Linked DNA regions of Hordeum vulgare: region 2 is linked to region 1. A link is a contact called in public Hi-C data. All regions are on one chromosome and are shown on one strand. The core of a region is the stretch at or near the end of the contact, and the rest is flanking DNA. Distances in the headings are between cores, read along the strand shown. Region 1 holds the start of LOC123402373. Region 2 holds the start of LOC123404046 (probable E3 ubiquitin-protein ligase ARI8).

The links. Hi-C and Micro-C count contacts between places; a contact is called where the count stands out from the background.
Region 2: a Hi-C map of leaf shows a contact between it and region 1, with 3 times the contacts expected there. The contact joins the promoter of LOC123404046 here to the promoter of LOC123402373 in region 1. A contact is called at or near these places in 3 of 6 Hi-C or Micro-C datasets (leaf and seedling) and 1 of 1 datasets of contacts at active chromatin or transcription factors (embryo).

The regions. Positions count from the first base shown.
Region 1 is chr6H:344,953,525-344,958,624 of MorexV3_pseudomolecules_assembly, reverse strand. It overlaps LOC123402373, which reads right to left and starts at 2,191. Exons shown (of 3, transcript XM_045096291.1): 1 at 2,063-2,191; 2 at 1,705-1,961; 3 at 1,093-1,615. The coding sequence starts at 2,097. The coding sequence ends at 1,254.
Region 2 is chr6H:345,170,828-345,175,927 of MorexV3_pseudomolecules_assembly, reverse strand. LOC123404046 (probable E3 ubiquitin-protein ligase ARI8) reads right to left here and starts at 2,598. Exons shown (of 15, transcript XM_045097960.1): 1 at 2,150-2,598. The coding sequence starts at 2,305.

The sequences.
Region 1 (5,100 bases), core at 942-3,441:
TGCGGATACTATGTTTGTGAGACCATTCGCACGTTTACCTCTGAGGACAAGGATCACAGATTCGACGTAAGCAATGAACATTCACACCTCTATTTTTACCCGTCATTCTTTGTTATCATGATTGATATTCATATTCATCTCCTCTTCTTATATAGCACACGGCCATGACGACGAAGGTCCTACCAGAGCAACGCGCGATTGCTGTTGCAGAGGAGATTGCGACCTTTCTGAGGACGGAAGCTATAGATGACAAAGGACGATTTAGTGTAGCTAGGGGCCATTACTGATGTCCGTCCATGTAATCGAATAGACGGGCTCTAGTCCCGATAATTCAGATCTCCATATAATTGTATATATATGCTCGCTTGTAAGATAAGTTAATCTTATATATATATGCATAATTATTTCTATTTTAAATTATATGAAAACTAATTCCCGAACACCAAACGAGGCATCACGTTAATCTCCCGAACACCTAAACCGTAAAACCCTAAAACCCAAAAATAATTTCATTCAAAAAAAAGCTAAAAACCAGCAAAATCTAAAAATCTTTAGTCCCGGTCCGTGTAACGAGCCGGGACTAAAGGACCTGCCCCTGGGACGCTATGAGGCGCCCACGTGGAGCACCTTTAGTCCCGACGTGTAAGAGGGCCAGGACGAAAAGGTTAGGCCTTTAGTCCCGCCCCTTTAGTCCCGGTTGATGAACCGGGGCTAAAGCCCCTTACGGGCCGGGGCTATAGGCCGTATCCCCATTAGTGAGTATTTATGGACTCCACCAAAAATGCACCAAATGGGGGCTTTGCCATTTACGTGACCGGTCTTCAGTGGCGTAGCGTGTCACTCCATCCACATATTGCGCGGAAGGAACCCTCCAGATTCGGAATGGAACAAAACTAGCCGGACAAGACATGAATGAAGTCAGAAAGAGACGAGACAGGCTGGCTGCGCAATCCGCCCAACGAACCTTATCGCCCTTGCGTCTGTTCTTCTGGTTTCCGGCACTTATCCACACTTTTGATCACGAAAAATGAAAAGGAAAGGAAAGAACGGCTCCTACACATACTTGTCTTTTTTTTGGACAGACTCTGAATCTTATTTAAAATAAGCCAAGCTAATAAGTCTGTTACAGTAGTACGTATGTTATGAACCATGCAAAGCAGGGCTTACAAATTCGTGAGCGACAGCGCCCCATGGGCGATCTCATCTCACGACTGCCAAGCTAATACACCAGCACGCGGCTGCTAATCCAGCCGTTATAGCAACCGACTGCCGTTGTGGACGAGCAGGAGCTGGTGCGGGCGCCGGTGGCCCGAATGCACACGAGCCGGAGGGGGACGAGCCGCGTGATGCTGGTGGCGGACGTACCCCGGTGTTGGCCTGGAGGACGACGGGGTGGGCGGCGAGATCGGCGGCGTTTTGGCCCTTGGGAACAGGAACGCCCTTATCTTGAGCGGCTGGAGCCGGTCCCTGCTGGCGGCGTCGTACTCCTCGAGCAGGTGGCCGAGGTCGTCGTTGGTCGTGACGGAGACGAGCGCGTCTAGGTCCTCCGTCGGCAGCTGGCACCGCAGGCTCATCGCCTCCCATCCGCACATGTCCGTCAGCTTCCGTTGCAGCTCTGAAGTGATCGATCGATCCACGGTCAAACAACTGAGTGCCGGACACGATTAATGGACAGCAGGAGGCGTCGTTGGTATAGGCATGTACCGTGAAATTGGAGGGAGCGGTCGACGGAGAGGACGCGGTTGTTGCCGCCGACGTAGCGGAGGGCGCCGTCGGGGTGGCGTGGAAGGATCATACCCCCGTAGCTGCACAAAAACTTGACGCTGCCCTCTGCTGCCCCGGGCCCGGGGGAACCCGGCTTCACGATGCAGACCACGTCGTCGTCATCCAAGGAGCCGAGCGACGACGTGCACGAGCAGGACGACGACCACGAGGACGCGCCCGCCATGCCTTCTTTCCGACTGTCGACGACAATGAAGCTGCAAGATCAGTGTTTGAGAAAGCAGGAAGCTGTATGTGTGTGTGTGTGTTCTCGAGCGGTTGCTCGAGCATCGACCTATACCATACGGTAGCCCCGGGATCTCCTATTTGGCGCATGAGGCGTCCCGAGTGGCGGCAGCCCTCACGCCCGCGACACCCCGCGCGCCCTGTTCGGTCAGCTAGTTCGGTTTATGGTACTTCGGATACTTAAAATTAGGAAATAAAACTATTTCTTTCAAAAAATATCCGAATCCAAATTACTTAAAATTTTTATTTGGATAATCTGGGTATCAAAAAATCCAAAATATTGAAAGTACACATCAACTTTTCATATGAATAATTTGGGTAGTGTGTATTTCGGATAGTATGATTATTTTAATTAGTCTGGGTAACATGATAGTGTAATAATATGATGAATAATTTGAGTAGTATAAATAATTCGGGTAGTATGGGTATATTCTAGACTGAAACTCGAACCCTAACCCGAAAACCAAATAGCGAAGAAATGAGAACCGAACCCTAAGCCGAAAACCAAATAGCCAAGAAATGAGAACCAAACCCTAACCCGATATCTGAATTACCCAACAATTCGGGTAATTCGGTTCGGTTCGAGTAACGGGTTAGGGTACCCAAACGCCGAGGCTGACTGTGGGGCCACACCATGCCCCGGGCGGGGCCCCCTCGATTTTTTTCTTTTTTAATTTTTACTTTTCCTTTTTCCTTCCTTTTTCCCTTCTACATTAAAATAATACGGGATTGGTTCTAAGATTTCAAAACATTGTGAATTGTCAGAAAAAGGTTCTTTAATAAAAAAGTTGCAATTCAAAAGAAGGAACATTTATTCAATTTTAATAAACATTTATTTATTTCAATGAAAAAAATTATAAGCATTTTTTAATAATGATGAACTTTCTTTCATATTTTCATGAACTAATTTTGAATTCCATGAAGTTTTTTGAACTTCATAAAAAATAATTATATTCAAAAACACTTTTTTTAAATGGATGAATTGTTTTTGAATTTGATGAACATTTATTGAAAACAACGAACTAATTTTGAATTTGTTGAACATTGTCTTAATTTGATGAACAATGTTTACGTTCAAACAAAAAATTGAATTCGATAAACATTTTCTGAATTGTTGAATTGTGTTTACATCGATGAACAGTTCTTGAATTCGATGAACAAGAAAGTGTTCGGAATTTGAAAGGACAAAATTCGCAAAAAAATGAAAAGTAAAGAGGAGCAAAAAAGAAAAAAAGACAAAAAAACATGGCAAATGGGTTGGGCCATGCCAATGACCATCGCGCAAGGGGGTGTGCGCGGAGATCATTATCGGTCACCCGAGCCTTCGGTCTTTTTGGTTTGGTCGTTCTGGTCTTTCAAAAATCCGGTCTTCCATAATTGAACACCGAAATAATTTCGGTCTTTTAAGTTCTTCACTATTCGGTCTTCGGTTTTTACCATTCGGTCTTTGGTCCCAACCAACCAAACCAAATTAATTGCTAGAACTCAGATTTATGTTACTACGAGTAACACTTGTATGCAAACTATATAGAAGAGAGGTACATGTATGTACAAAGGTGTGTGTTGGGGTGATGTGTGTGTACAAAGACAACAAATATTTGTATAGAGGTGCATGTGTACATAACAAAAATTAGCACTATATACATAATCACCACTTCACCAGCAAACACATCCACATGAAAATATTAAAATAAAACATCAGCACTATATATAATCACCACTTCACGAGCAAGAAGATTCATGCATGCATACTCATTTATATAAGATTCATTCACCCATACTCATTTATATTTGACAACAGAAAGTAAGAAGATCAAGTAACATCAACCCATATAATCGACAAGCAGCAAACACCATCACCGCTTAGTACTTGACAACATAACACTTGACATGAAACAAATCAAGTTCAGTATATGATTCCACTTCAGCAGCAAACAACAAACATTAAGGTCTCAGACTGTCACCCTGAGTTCTCAATTATCAAGTCTCAAAACACAAATCACAAGTACACGATGATAACTAAAATAACATACATTCCACACGATTTTAATTCAACCATGAGTAGACATGGACGTCACTTTGTTGGTCGAATTGGACACTTGTTTGACTTGGCCATGGAAGAAGCAACGCCACCACCATTGACCCTGCTTTTTCCCTTCACCTTGTCACCAAATTATGCTATCAATTCTGAAACAAGTCAAGTATTCAACCAAATTATTCTCCATTTGCCTCTGCATGTACACTCATAAATGCATCATCTTTCTCATTCACCTCCTCATCGTGTTCAAATTCCGGTATAGAAAGCATTTGCAAGAAAGAGATGACATTGGCCTATCAAAACAACATTTACATGATTAAATCACAACATAAAGTCCACATAACCAAATCCTCCAAACCTGTCAAACATTTGAGAAAATTACTCATTATTCGACAATTCAATCTTCTAACGGTACATACCAACATTGACATGAGAAAATTGCAATATAAAGTGCATATAAGAAGCAACCTCAAAATCTGACAAACATTTCAGAAAATCATCTTGTTTAGATTGAAGAAATCACAATAGCATGTTTGGTATCATCTCTACACAACAAAAAACTGTATGTTACACTCTACCATGAACATACAAACAACCAAAAACTATGCTTATAAAATTAAAAGGAGGAAATAAAACACACCATGAGAACGGCGGAGACTCGGGAAATCGAGCAACGCCGCTAGATGAATGCATCATGGGAAACAGCGCGACACACGACTGTAGGAAGGTCGGGTTTGGCAGCATGACACATGGGGAACGACGGCTGACAGCTTGGATTGAGGCTGATTGGTGCGGGATGCAGCTCACGATGGCTTATAACTCAGATCGGTGCGGCTCGTGGCTAGGGGTGCCAATCTTCATTGGCCACGGGTGGCGCGGCTAGCCATGGTGCCTGGTCCGTGTGGGTGGCGGCTAGGGTTCATCGTGGGAGAGAAGGGGAGTCAATCGAAGGGGCGGGCGATTGCTAGGTTTCTGGGAATCGTGAGCTCGTGAGGTGAGACATGAGGTGTGTGCGTGCGTGTGTATCTGCCTTGGGACTTCGGGCTGGCCAGATG
Region 2 (5,100 bases), core at 1,349-3,848, 220 kb before region 1:
GAAGGAATTTGCTGATTTCTAGTATATTATTCAGCCTCGAAGAACACATGGAAGCATGCGCAGAGAGAGATAACATGTGTTTACATGCTAATAGCCCAAACCTCGATACATTGTCGACCAAAATGTACACTGGAGGCCCGGACTTTATGTATCAAAGGTCCCAAGAAAAAAAACAATATTGTTAAAAAAAATCGGATTGTTATAACTCTATTTGTGTGGCAGAATACTGATATCATTACAATTCTACAATAATATATATTTCTACGTTCAAAAGCTACCTGGATTGCAGCAACGATTATACTCCCTCCGATCCAAATTAATTGACGCAGCTTTAGTAGCTTTTGTACTAAAGCTACCAATTTAAGCATTGTGTGCACAGTGGCACACTCAGTGATGTGGGCCACCCAAAAGTGTAGTCAAATTTGGCTACAAATTAAACAGCCTCAAATCAGCTCCGTGGCTTTTCACTTCTTTGCTAACTATATATTAACTTGAATTTGTAAGGACGGCAAGAGGAGAAGAGAGGATATTGGAGGGGTGGGGGTGATGGTAGAGGAAGATGGAAACGAGGGTATTAAAAGCCGGACATTTCATTTATCATACAAACTTTCTAGAGGCTAATTGGTTCAATTTTTATAAAGGATTTAATGCTCCATGTCCAAATCAATAGATCTTGCACTTGCTATAATTTACATCATCATGCAAGATGAACGCTATGGTAAGTTAACTGTGTGCACTTCCAAACAATATTTATTAACCAGTACAGTAACTTGTCGGATTACATGATCATGTAAGCAAAGAAAATACCAGTCCTCTAGTACTCTGTGTTAAGCAACACTGCAACATTTTACGCGATCGGCTATTGCAGATTGGACAGCACTTGATGCACTCACATCACAACGCTTCAGAATGCAAGTACATCTACCGAAAGTGTGAATAAAATCTAGAAAACATATCATGACAAAATGATGGTATACTGAATGTCAATTATGTTTCACGAAGAAAGGCATACGCCAAAAAATATATCAGAACATAGAGCATTTTTCTGTTCACATCTGATTAAAACTGAAAATCAGTATGAATGGGAAGTGCACTAACGAATGGAAGATATATTCGACCCTATCAATTTAAGTTCAAGCATAAGGGAGGAACAAAAATATAACCCCGAATCAACACGCTAGAGTTGTGTACCATCAGCTTCGAAAGCTTTTCTTTCCCTAATCGTTTCATCGCTTGATATGTAGACAGAATATCACTACAAATAGTGAATCGGAACAAAATGAATTTAACGACCTATGCGAAGATCGTGCAATGTACCCTATTTCATAGTTCGAAGCTAGAAAAGTACTTGCATCCCACATAGAAATTTCCATCGGTTGTGAGTAAGTAAACACTAAGTAGACTCGTGTATTCACCTAATTAGCATGATCTGCGAATTAATCACCATCTTTTGGCTAGAGCTATCAGATCAAACATTAAAAAAGTGCCAGCTCCAATCAAACCAGCAAGCTTCAGGAAACCTCCCAAAAATCAGATTCAGAAACATACCAATTAGACTGGTATATCCTTGCTTCAAGGTTGCATGTCAGTACATGCCTAATACATACTCGCCATTATTTACTCCCCAGTTCAGAAGTTCTCGTTTGCATGCTATCCTACAGTCCTACCCTAAGCAACGCTCTCCCTATCATGCTACATTCATTACCACTTATTACCAGCAACCAGAACTGGAGTCATAACCGACGAGCAAGGCGACACACTGTGGATTACAAGCTACAACACGAAATGAATTTGGCATGCCAGGACACCAGTGACAGCTAGCACCTATTGGACAACCAGAAGTAATTCATCGGGAATGCTCGGCTTATCTTTTCATCCATGGAAAGGACTCTGATCGATGTCAGGCAATCACACAGGCAACCGAAAGCAATATCTAGATCATCCAACCAGTCACATTTCTATCCACTGTATATATAATATCGTAGTATATGCGTGAGATCATTTCTGTCCACATCATCCATCCTATCATTAAGGGGCAGACAGAACGACCGATACGTGGCCACTCCGTCGCTGCTGCATCCCCCATTCCGATTATCTTGAACAATCAATTTCTATACCGGGACCGAAGCGGACGGCAATCGATGATCACCTGCTGCCTATGGGAGATTAGGTCATCCGAGTCATCGGAGTCGCGGTCCGCGAAGTCGTAGTCCGCGTCCCCGTCGTCGCTGAGGGCGAGGCCCGCCTCGCCGCCGCTGTAGAAGTCCTCGTCGGCGGAGTCACGCGCGTCGTCCTCTGAATCCATCGCCGCCGCCGCCTCGCGCACCGGAGCCTCGAGAGCGAACCGGATCGGGCGGATCGGAGCCGCGCCCCACCGTTTGGACGGAGCAGGCGGCTCGGATTCGGGGGAGGGACGGGGGCTGTGGAAGGGGAAAGGGGTGGAGAGGAGGAAGACGTGGGGGGAGGAAGAGGATGGGTGGGATTCGCTCGGGGGCAGAGGAAGCCGCGAGCTTTCTCCTTCCTTCCTTGTTTGTTTCCGCACGTTTTCTTTCTCGCGTGTAGTAATTGCTATTTTCTGCTTCTTCTCGTAACAGTGCCTTCCAGACGGAACCTTTTCCTTTCATGGGAATCTTGCGCTGCACCAAGAAAGGAAGAATCTTTGCTTCACAAACAGGAGTGACGCGTTCCTCTGTGTCCGAATACCTCTTTCTCTTTGCCACGCCACGGCTCAGGGCAACGGTCTTTCATGCCTCGTGCGGCCGACTCCAACGTTTTGGATTTTCAAGGTCAAAAATCATGGCCAATAAGCGGTTATTTTTTTTGAAAGTGATAGGTTTTTATTCCAACATAACAGAGTTACAATCCTCAACCACGAGATCATTGGCAAAAGGAGGAGAGTGGCCCAGCCAACAGGCTCTACTATCCCCACATCGTCCATAATTCGCTAAGCAGTCTACAACTCTACTTTAATCGCAGAAAACTTTTACACGAATAAAAACCCTATCACTTAAAAGAAACTTGATCTCTTGGATCATATGGCCATAGTCTGATTTATCCAACGAAGCACCCGTTACTGCGTTGATAGCAGCAGCACAATCCGATTGAACCATAATTGCAGCGTCGAAATGCTCAGTAGTGAGCTTAATACCCTCCAGAACAGCATGTAATTCCGCTTCAAGCGCATCATTGCAATGGAACAGCTTCCGGTACGCAGCAAATATCACCTCACCCGTCCTTGTCCTCAGAATTATCCCCGAGCCAGCTGATCCATCTGTCGCGCAGTACGAGACATCCATTGACAGCGCCACCATTCCAGCCGGAGGAGGAGGCCAAGGTAAGCGTGATGCAGGCTTAACGGGTACACAAATTGGACCGTGAACCACCGGAGCTTTTCCTTTAATAATCTCCTCCACACTGCTTGATATCTGAGTGAAGGTGTTATAATAACTTTGCAGGAAGGAACATGAGACATCTTGCGGAGGGGGATCTTTACCATGAAGCAATTCATTTCTGACATACCAGGATCGCCAGAGGACCATTATAATTCTGCTACGGATGGAGACGTGGGATTCTTCCAGGAGCTGAAGTAGCCATTCGTTGCGTGTCCATTTGATCAAAGATCTATCCGGAAGAGGCCAATGATTCCGCATTAAGTCCCATAAGGAGGCAGCGATCGGACAAGAAATAAGAGCATGAAATGAGGATTCTTGTTCCCTATCACATAGCCGACAGAAGCCATTTAGATCAAAGTGTCGTCTCTTCTTCTCCGCGTCTGTAGGTAGGGTGCCCGAGACAACTTGCCAAGCAAAATTCTTCAGCTTTGGGGGAACCTCCGCACTCCACACTAACCGCCAGAGTGGTCTGTCTCCAGATGGGTTAGCACTGGTTGAGCTTGGGCAAAACTGATCATAGTGATCAGTCATCGCAACATGGTACGCACTTTTCACCGTCAACAACCCGGATCTCTCCCAAGGCCATGATATGAAATCCTCCCGCATTCTCGGTGAAGTTCTTCTCTTTAGGATGGAATCCACATCCGGGTGCCAAAAGTATTGTTGGAGCAGCTCCACCTTCCAGTATCCATGATCATTCAGGAAATCGCTAACTCTGTTCAATCGGCAGTTTCTCTTGGGTGTAATCGGTGTAAACGACGGCTCCTGGGGATCCATGGATCTCTCCACACCCTGATGTTTGTGCCATTGCCCACCCTCCACAACATACCTTTCTTTACAAGTTCGAGCCCATGTTCAATACCTCTCCAAACTGCCGATGCATTCCCAGTGAAAACCGTGTCAACCAAATTCCTGTTTGGGTAGTATTTAGCACGAAGGAGTGTTGCACACAGGGAGGTTGGTGTCATCAGTAGACGCCACGCCCGCTTGGCTAATAGTTCTTGGTTATAGGCCCTCATATCACGAAACCCAAGGCCTCCTTGAGACTTTGGCAGGATTAACTTATCCCAACAGACCATGCCATTTTCCGACGGCCATTCTCCACCCCCACCAATATTGACGCGTCATTTTGGTGAGATCATCACATACGAATAAAGGAAGCTTGAAAATACTCATGACATAAACTGGAATAGCTTGCGCCACTGCCTTGATCAAGACTTCTTTACTGGCTTGCGAAGCATACCTTTCACTCCATTCGATTAACCTTTTGTTAAGGCTTGCTTGTAAAGATTCAAATCAACCTTTATGCATACGCCCATCCGGGACCGGAAGGCCAAGGTATTTAGCTTTGAATTCCTGTTGGGTTACTTGCAAAATACCTTTTATCTCATCGACAACCAACGGCGAGCAACTATTCGTGAACAAAATCGAGCATTTTGAAGGGTAAATAAGCTGACCTGTTGCTGATGCATAAGTACTCAACACATCCTTGATAATCAGTGCTTGATCCGCTGAAGCCCGAAAGAAGAGAAGAGAATCATCCGCGAAAAGTAAGTGTGACATAACTGGGGCACCCCGACTATTTTCATCGCCTCAAGGCCTCTTTCCGACGCAGCCTCATGGAGGAGAGCAGATAATGCGTCAGCGACGAAGAGAAACAAAAATGGAGATAGTGGGTCACCTTGACGAAGACCTCGGGAAGGAGAAA